Regions from separate parts of the Drosophila melanogaster genome. Here region 1 is linked to region 2. Evidence: chromatin contacts called from public Hi-C data. All regions are on one chromosome and are shown on one strand. The core of a region is the stretch at or near the end of the contact, and the rest is flanking DNA. Distances in the headings are between cores, read along the strand shown.

Region 1 (4,064 bases), core at 718-3,217, 42 kb after region 2:
AAGATACAAGGCACAATCGTAGCTACATTTCTATTTGCTCCATTCTAGTTTTACATTTTTTTTTTTTTTTCGTTTTTCTGCACATGTGACAGCGTAATTTGAGTGGGCCGTAAATGTATCTGAGTCTCGCATTCGCAGATTTTATTGTTGCCAAGCAGAGCACGAAAATTGTTTGCAATTGGAAACCGGCATAGTGAAGCAAAGGAGACAGGAATGAACAAGAGAAAGATATAGATACAGATACAGATATAGACTGGGCTATTTGGCAGCACTTAACGCCGCTAATGAGACAAAGCTGCCGGCCCAAAGGCTTCGCTCTCTATAATAAATCATGGTCATCCCGCTTAGTTTTATCCCCCCGGTAAAGTGCATTTTGTGATTGCCGCTAAATGAATCACTTAACCCGACCATCGGCTCCTTCGTCGGCTAATATCAGACACAATCTTCAAAGATCCGACCATATTGCGTTGTTGTTTATCAAGTGGCGGGTGGAAGTGGAAAGGGCGGTGCGGAGAATTGTGTTAATGAAGTTAAGCGGCAATAAAATTGCATTGTTCGTTGTCATATATCAAAAAGTCGTTTATTCTCGCTGTCTCGCAGACCTCTTGCCGTCTTAAGTGTTCGGATATAAACCGACAATGGCCTACAATGTAGTCGAAAAGTGGTCAGATACTACATATAATGAAATGAAATGGTCAGGGGAAGGTGTTATACGTGAGTTGGACACGTTCTCGAAAGGAAGTACTTAAGTTAGGTGGTAACAGCAAAACCAAGTTCAAAAGCTTATGAATTAAGGAAAAATGTTTCAAATATATATCACATTAAAAAAAAAAATTCCCAACTATGATTGTTCTGTTCTGCGAATTCGCTAAAACAGGAAGTGTAATGTTCATAAAATTACCCAAGTCATTGCCATTGTTTCAGAGAATTTTACTCATTCATAGAAAACTTTGACTGGATCAATTACCCAACTGACGACGTTATTTCTGCTTGCAAAAATTCTCAATGGGGGAGTTCAATAAACCCCCGCGAAAGTGAATTTGATAGTGGAAGTTTCACTACACTCGGCTACACAAAATGTCGCATTCAGCAAATTCTTAAGAAGTCTGATATTGTGCAATTTCGTATGACACATCCATTCGCAGCAAACAAAACGCGGGGAAAGTGAACATAGTAACGATAAGTTTGGGTTTACTTACTGCGCCTCGTGTTCCAACATTGTGGAGGCCTTCATCACATCGCGTTTCACCACGGGTCCAATTCGTATAGCAGAGTACTAGAAAAATAAATAAAAGGGTTGCAAATCGCCATAAATGGGGTAAATACAGAAATTTTTATGATAAAGCTTATGAATGTTTATGTTTATTCGTTTTTGCGATAAATATTGTTTTTTTTTTTTTCAAAGTAAAACATATATACATATCTATATAATATAAATATAAAAATAATTGTTTTTAATTGTTATATTAAAGAACATTATTTATCATCATAGTTTGCCCACCATGTGTGTCGAAAAAGTTCAATTTTTATGTGCTTCCTCCCCTCTCTTTTTCTGTCCCAAAAGCATTTGACCCAAAGAAAACTTTGTCTATTTTTAGTCGCATTGGCATAGGAAAAATAAACGAAATAGAAAAATCGAAAAAAGGCACAAAATCTAAACTAAACAAGCAGTCCGTCCGTCCGTCCGCCAAAGTGAAACATTTCTCAGAAGTCCAAGTGGCCAGAAGACATTGGAAAGAGATGGGGAAAACTCTGGCGATGGGTTCATTCACATCGAAGATGTTCAATTTTTATTTATTTTTTTTTTTGTTCGTCGCCAGCAGATGATTACAAATGATCATTGATAAAAATAACAGCAGCAGCAGCGCGAGCGTCTGACATGAATGAATGGATGGCTGGTTGGCGGGTTGGTTGGGTGGTTTGAATGGTTTGAATGGCCTGGGTGGAATGAGTGGATTTAGTGAAATGGGTGGGTTGCTCTGCAAGTGAGTGGGGCAATGGAATTCGCTGTCGATAGCGCCTTAATTGCGCCACCGGATATGCACGCGCCGCTGATAAGACCGAAATAATGAGAGGCTCGCGATTGAAGCCATTAACAACTGGCAGTACAACCCGTTTTACTCTCTCTTTTACAGCTGTCTGATAAATTGAAATGTCGGCTTATCGGCTAGATTAATCGGATTAATTTAAATGCCAGCTTATCGCAGGCATAAATTAGGCGTTAATACATGACTTAAACTAAGAGTCCTAAAAAGCTTTCTGATAATGTGATAACTGTTTGCTAATTCAGTTGAAGTTGAAATATCTTGGCTTGTATTGAAAATTTTCAACACAAACTCGATCCACTGACGTCATGTAGAAGTGCTGGCTTTCTGCTCGAGTGTTTCGATTGTAAATTGAATTCAATTACAGCTTAACCCATTCATGAGCATTTCATTCATTACTGCGAAACGCCTCAGCTGCTGACGCTGTTATAAAAGAAATTGTGTGTAACTAACGGAAAGCAAATGGGGAAAATGCGGAAAAAAGTGAGGAAAAAGCGAGAGAGCAAAAGAGTTTTGCAATCAGCAAAACAATGAATGAAATCGGAAGTTTATTGTTGTATGCAATTGTGGCAGCAAAAGCGACCAAGAAAACTCATAGTAATTGAGCTGGTGAGAAAAGAGAGCAGTCGTCGATTCGATTGCATGTAAAGCGGAAAACGGGTGCAAACGGAAGTGATAGCCGAATGCCCCCATTTGTGCACTCAAAAAACCGTTTTCTAAATCTTAGAAAACAATGAAACTTATACTGAGTGTATGAAAAAAGCAGTGAAGCAGTAGAATAAAATTCAATTTTGGTAAGAAACACGTATGAATGTAACCATATTAGAGTGTTTGATATGATGTTTAACAAAATATAACAAGTGTAAATTTAGTTGCAGTTCACTTTTCAGTGCGTTACTATGGGACTAGAACATGGGCGTGTGGGCTAAGGGTTTCTACCACGTGGCAGCCGGCAGTCGACTTTCGGCTGAATATCATTTCGCAGAAACAATCAGAACGTGCGACTGACTGACGCAGCCAAATCCACAATTTCCCAATCCCATTTCCACAATTGGCATCGGCAAAAAGGCCAAAAGAGCGAGCAGAGCCAGAAATCGGAAGAAATCTTACTCGGAATTTGTGGGCGGGAAGTGCGTAAGTGGCGAATGAAAACGCACACCGACTGCCGGCTAATTAGCAGGGGAGCCTGGCTAACGTGGAAGACAAAGGTAGAAGGCCACGCCCACCGCCCCTTGGCTGCTGACGTCAAGTGGCAACGCCACTCAATGTTATCGATGACACGGGCGAGAAGCCAAGGCAGGTGAGCACACTGAGCGAAAAGTACCAGCATCGTTAATATAAAGAAGAAAAGCGTTCATAAAAGTGATAAAAGTAATATATTTTCAGATTCTTAGAAGGCCTTTCCCAAATTAGTGGCGTATTAAGACCTCATAAATACCCCCTTTTTCGACAGTGCATAATTCGATTGTTCAGTGCCTTTTTTAAGCGCTGCCAATAATGCCAATTTTAATGAAAAAACAACTAAATTAATGGCATATGTCGACTAAACTGACTGACGGACAGCCTAAACAGCTGATTAATGTCGAGGGAAACCTTCGTTAGGGAATTGGAAAATTGCGTCGAATTTAAGAAAATGCCGCACGTTGCTCGAGAACTTCCGTTTTGCTTTGGGGCTCTTTCAGTGCAAACACATATCTATTATTTTCAACTTCCTTTCCTTCCAAAAAGACGGCCGCTACGTGTTTATGAATGAAAATTAAGCAATAAGCTCTGGAAAGTATCTGTGAGATATTCGGTGTAACTGTGGCCGAGTGATATTGTATCTGTGTGTGAGGGTATGCTTGTGTGTGTGTGTGTGGGGCAGGAAGAATTGCTTCCGTTGTTGTTTCTGTTTTCGTCTTTTCATTTATACATTCATTCATTTACTCATTCACTTGGGTTCACTCATTCATTGTTTTTTTTTATTATTCACTTCTTCCTTCCTTCTTTTTGATACCCTTGGATTTTAAGGGTTTTATC
Region 2 (4,057 bases), core at 168-2,667:
CAGGACTCCTCCCCCAGCTGCACTCCTCCACTCCTCCTCCGCTCCTCGCTCCACCTCGAGATCGAGATCGCTCCTCCACCTCGAGATCCGAGATCCTCAATGCCGTCGATCGTAGTTACTGCGCCCGGACTCAGCTTGATTTGCCTTCATCCTTTTGCAGATTCAGACAGCTGCGATTGCTTTCTGCAAGTAAAGGGAAATGAAATTGAAAATTAGCTATTTATTTCTTTTGGCACGCTGTATTGCTGTATTTATATTTCTAGGCAAATCCAACAGCGATAAAAAACGCCTAAAAGTAATCCACGTTTATTTATCGACCCCCCAAATGGAAGTGCAAGAACGCCACGAATTGGTTACTGCACTTTTCACAGCCACCGAAATGGCACGTAGATGGGTTCGCCATGCTTATGGATAAACTCAAAATAAATAGTGACCAGAAATAGTAGATGTGGTCCGAGCGGCACGAGGGCGTGCCTCTTGGTCGGGTCCAAAGTGCCAGATGCTTTTGTTTGGATTAAAAGTGGATGGCTAGAAGTGAACTTTTCTTCGTCGACGTTTTTAATGTTTGTAATTAATTCCGCAGCTAGCAAACCAAAGTGAGAGAAGGTCGCACGTCATATTTATTATACGTATACGTTATATACCAGATAAAGACCGTATTTTTTTTGTATACTCCTTTTTATCGGCATGACTTTTATGTAACTTTTAGAGGCAACATAGAGGGCAACAGCACACACTGGCTTTATGATTATTATTATTATAATTATTATTTCGGTTCATAATGCTTGCGGGTTCAACGGAATCGGCGGGACATGATGTTTCGGAGATTGTGTTTCGTAGTTTCTAGGGAAACTGGGCCCGGCCCAAGCGCCAAATGTTTAAGATCAAATTGCTCACTTATGCTGGAGTCGAAAGAGCGTGTTTCGTAGTACTATATGTTTTTTGTTTCTGTTTTTTTGTTTTTTTTTTTTTTGGGATCTACATGCGTTTGCGCCCTCGACTTTGCTAACCCCTATTATCTGCCTTAATTGCTTTCACCCCGCCAATCTGATTCGGCGGTTATATTGAAACAAAAATGTATTTTCGAAATTCCATTCAGCGTTCTCCTCTCGCTTTTCACGTATGAGTATGTATTTCCGCTCCGTATTACGTAGGGCCATAAAAATAAATGGAATAACTTTCATAATTGTTCGATTTGGCATATCAGAAAGAAATTAGCGATTCGCATTCGGAGTGAGAATCTCGAATCATTTGAATCTCTACAATATGTATATATATATATATAGAACCGATCGAGAGCGAAGAACGAAGCGAATGAATAAAGCAAGTGATGCTAATTGAACTTTGACTGAGTACATTTTTTTGGCGTTGATGATGATCATGTTAATTATGGCACGATCGCTATCGCGAATTCGGCTTAAGCGAAATAAAGCATTTTTATGGCGAAACAACTGCAGTTTTATGGCATGTTCTTTCCGATTTATAGCGATGCAGCAGTTAATCTGGTCAACGCGGCGTATGAGTAATGTGATAGGCTGCGGACTTCGAAAGACCCGCCAGACGTCGCGTTTAGATAAATATTTGTTTACACATAATTAAAGGCGATTAATAACGAGGTGCCCCCTGGCAAATAAGGAAATACAGGAAATTAATAAATGGCGTCTCTCGTCCATAAAAATTAATAAAAGAGCCAGCCACCCAGACAGCTGAGGGCAAAATACTAGGACTAAATCGAAATAAATAACATTTAAAGTAAATGCGAATAAAACATTGTATTTGCTTTCTTTTCTAAATAATATTTCAATCTTTTTAATTGCCACTATTCATTTAACCACTGCTGTGTATGCAGCAAGATATTCTTGCGATAAAAAGCCCAAAGAATTATTATTATTATTATTGTGCCGCATAAAAATTGTTTTTAGCGCCAACGAAAATTTCTACGGCCCAAAAGAAATAAATACAAAGAATCTACATACATACATATATGTATGCAGAGCTATATGTAGATATGCGAGTGGGTTAAGTGTGTGTTTTTCGGTGGGTACGAAAATTAACACAAACGCCCACTTATTGACGTCATGTCCGGTACTCAAAAACAATTTTCGAGAATGATCACAATTGGGAAAAACAAAATAGAAAATCAACGAAAACACACGTCGTGGGACGAGGGGAGTGTAGATGTGGGGTTTTTCTCGGGCAGTGGCAGTAGCAGTGGATCGCCGCTGATTGCCAATAAGAAAATCGCGGCACAGGTCCCTCCTCTTTATATATTTGGCAATCGACTTTTCCGAGGCGTTTGGGGGTTGGTGGAAAATCTGTAAGCATCATCTCGATATTTTCCGTTCTTTGATATACGAAATTCTAGGTAGTAAACTATTTATCTGCCTTTTTAAAAACGAACTCTAAGGGGCAGAGCTTTGATGTTATGGAGATGATGGTCATCGTTCAATGGATGGCGTTCCAAATCGAAGTTGAGTTCATAATTATCCATTAATTCGGTACAAGTTGAGCCAGTAAAATTCCAATTAAAAGGTGTAAATGCGGACCGTAAAGAACATATTCAAATTGCCCAATAAAAAATAAATAAACATAATTCAAAGTTTATTTATTTTCTTTTTTTTTTTTGCCGCTTGACGCACAGCCCAAAGTAATGCCAAGATTTCGATTTCATTCTTAAATTAATTAGGCACAGCAGATAGAATACAAAAACATTGTACGTTATTTCAAAACAATTTTGTTGCTCTTTTTTCGTTCACTCGCTTATTTTTAATTGCGCTAAAATTCTTTTTGCTCGCTGTTTCTTTTTTTTTTATTTCTTATTTCGTATTTTGTATTTTTACGTTGGGCAAACTTTGACCTTGGATCGCCGCACAGTGCCTGAATAAAAAATAAATTATTTCGCTGGCAGCGAGTGTGATTCAATGGCGCACGAAATGTGAAATGAAATGTGGCATTTGAAGCGTTTTCATTAATAAGTGAAAATACGAAGGGGTGGGGGGAGGGGGACTGAAGGTCTTTGTCGCCCGGCTAATTCATTCAAACGATTCGAAGAGATTCGCCTTTGTTGGTTTGCGTTTGTTTGTCCGTTTGTTTGGCTGTTTGCGCAAACAAGTGTCACTGCCAGTTGCGATTTAAATAAAATTATTTAAGGCAGACATCCCAACAATAATAACAATGCGAAACGTTTTTTATATAAAAATAAACCCTGTCGAAAATCAAATGCAAACAGGTTTGATTTTTTACTCTGCCCCGCCATTCTGGTTAATAAGCCGGTGAATAATATAGTAATGTATGTATAATGTATGTGACGACCGAGAAGCCCGATCTTTGGCTTATCAACGGCCACGTTTACCGTTCCAATTGTCAAATGAATTAATAAAAGTTATTGCCCAGCGAACAATGCCAGCATGACCCAATTAAATTACTGACAAAAAGTCCAGATAAAATCACAAACAAAATCGTTTTTCAGGCGCTAAATGGCTGTTTCTTATTTTTAAGAGGCCTGCTCAAGACAAAAGTAAACAAGGAAAATGGTTTTTTAAGTAGAAGGTAAATTAAGTACAATAATCCATTTTTTATTAATTGTTCGCACGCGGCTATGAACTCTTTCACTAAGCCTACTTTGTGTTAATTTACTTTAGTGCTGATCTAGTGTTTATTGGAAACTAGCGTTTTTGAAACTGTCAGCAATGACGACACGAAAAGTACGAGTTGCAATTCATTTTATCATGTCTGGAAATCGTGCTTATACTTTAATTAGGTTTAAGACAATGTTTCAGCTGATTTATTTCATTTTTTGCTCCCATTACGATTTTGTGTCAAGTTCTGGCCAGGGCAAAACGAAATCAAAAATCGAGTTAATATTTAGGGGTTTATTTTATATACATATGTATATCAGGTGCTTCAGCTTGGCATGTCCCTTTTAAACTCCACTTTTACAAATACGTATGTTTTTTTCGAGTTCTGCTAAAAATATGTGCGGATACACACGCTCCGAGGGCAGACACACATGAGTAGATAACTGAAATGCGAAGAGCGACAGATGAAAAACCTACAC

Evidence for each region. A called contact is a pair of places that touch in the nucleus more often than the background predicts.
Region 1: a Hi-C map of the Kc167 cell line shows a contact between it and region 2, with 3 times the contacts expected there. A contact is called at or near these places in 40 of 107 Hi-C or Micro-C datasets (the Clone 8 cell line, the D17-c3 cell line, the Kc167 cell line and 15 more) and 5 of 7 datasets of targeted methods (the Kc167 cell line and the S2 cell line).

What each region holds. Positions count from the first base shown.
Region 1 is chr3L:3,446,449-3,450,512 of dm6, forward strand. eIF5B (eukaryotic translation initiation factor 5B) reads right to left here. Exons shown (of 10, transcript NM_001259673.2): 6 at 1,200-1,276. Among named protein-coding and RNA genes, the nearest start is that of eIF5B, 12 kb to the right of the region's middle.
Region 2 is chr3L:3,404,739-3,408,795 of dm6, forward strand. It overlaps sty (sprouty), which reads right to left. Exons shown (of 2, transcript NM_168031.2): 2 at 1-183. Among named protein-coding and RNA genes, the nearest start is that of mir-2282, 5.5 kb to the right of the region's middle.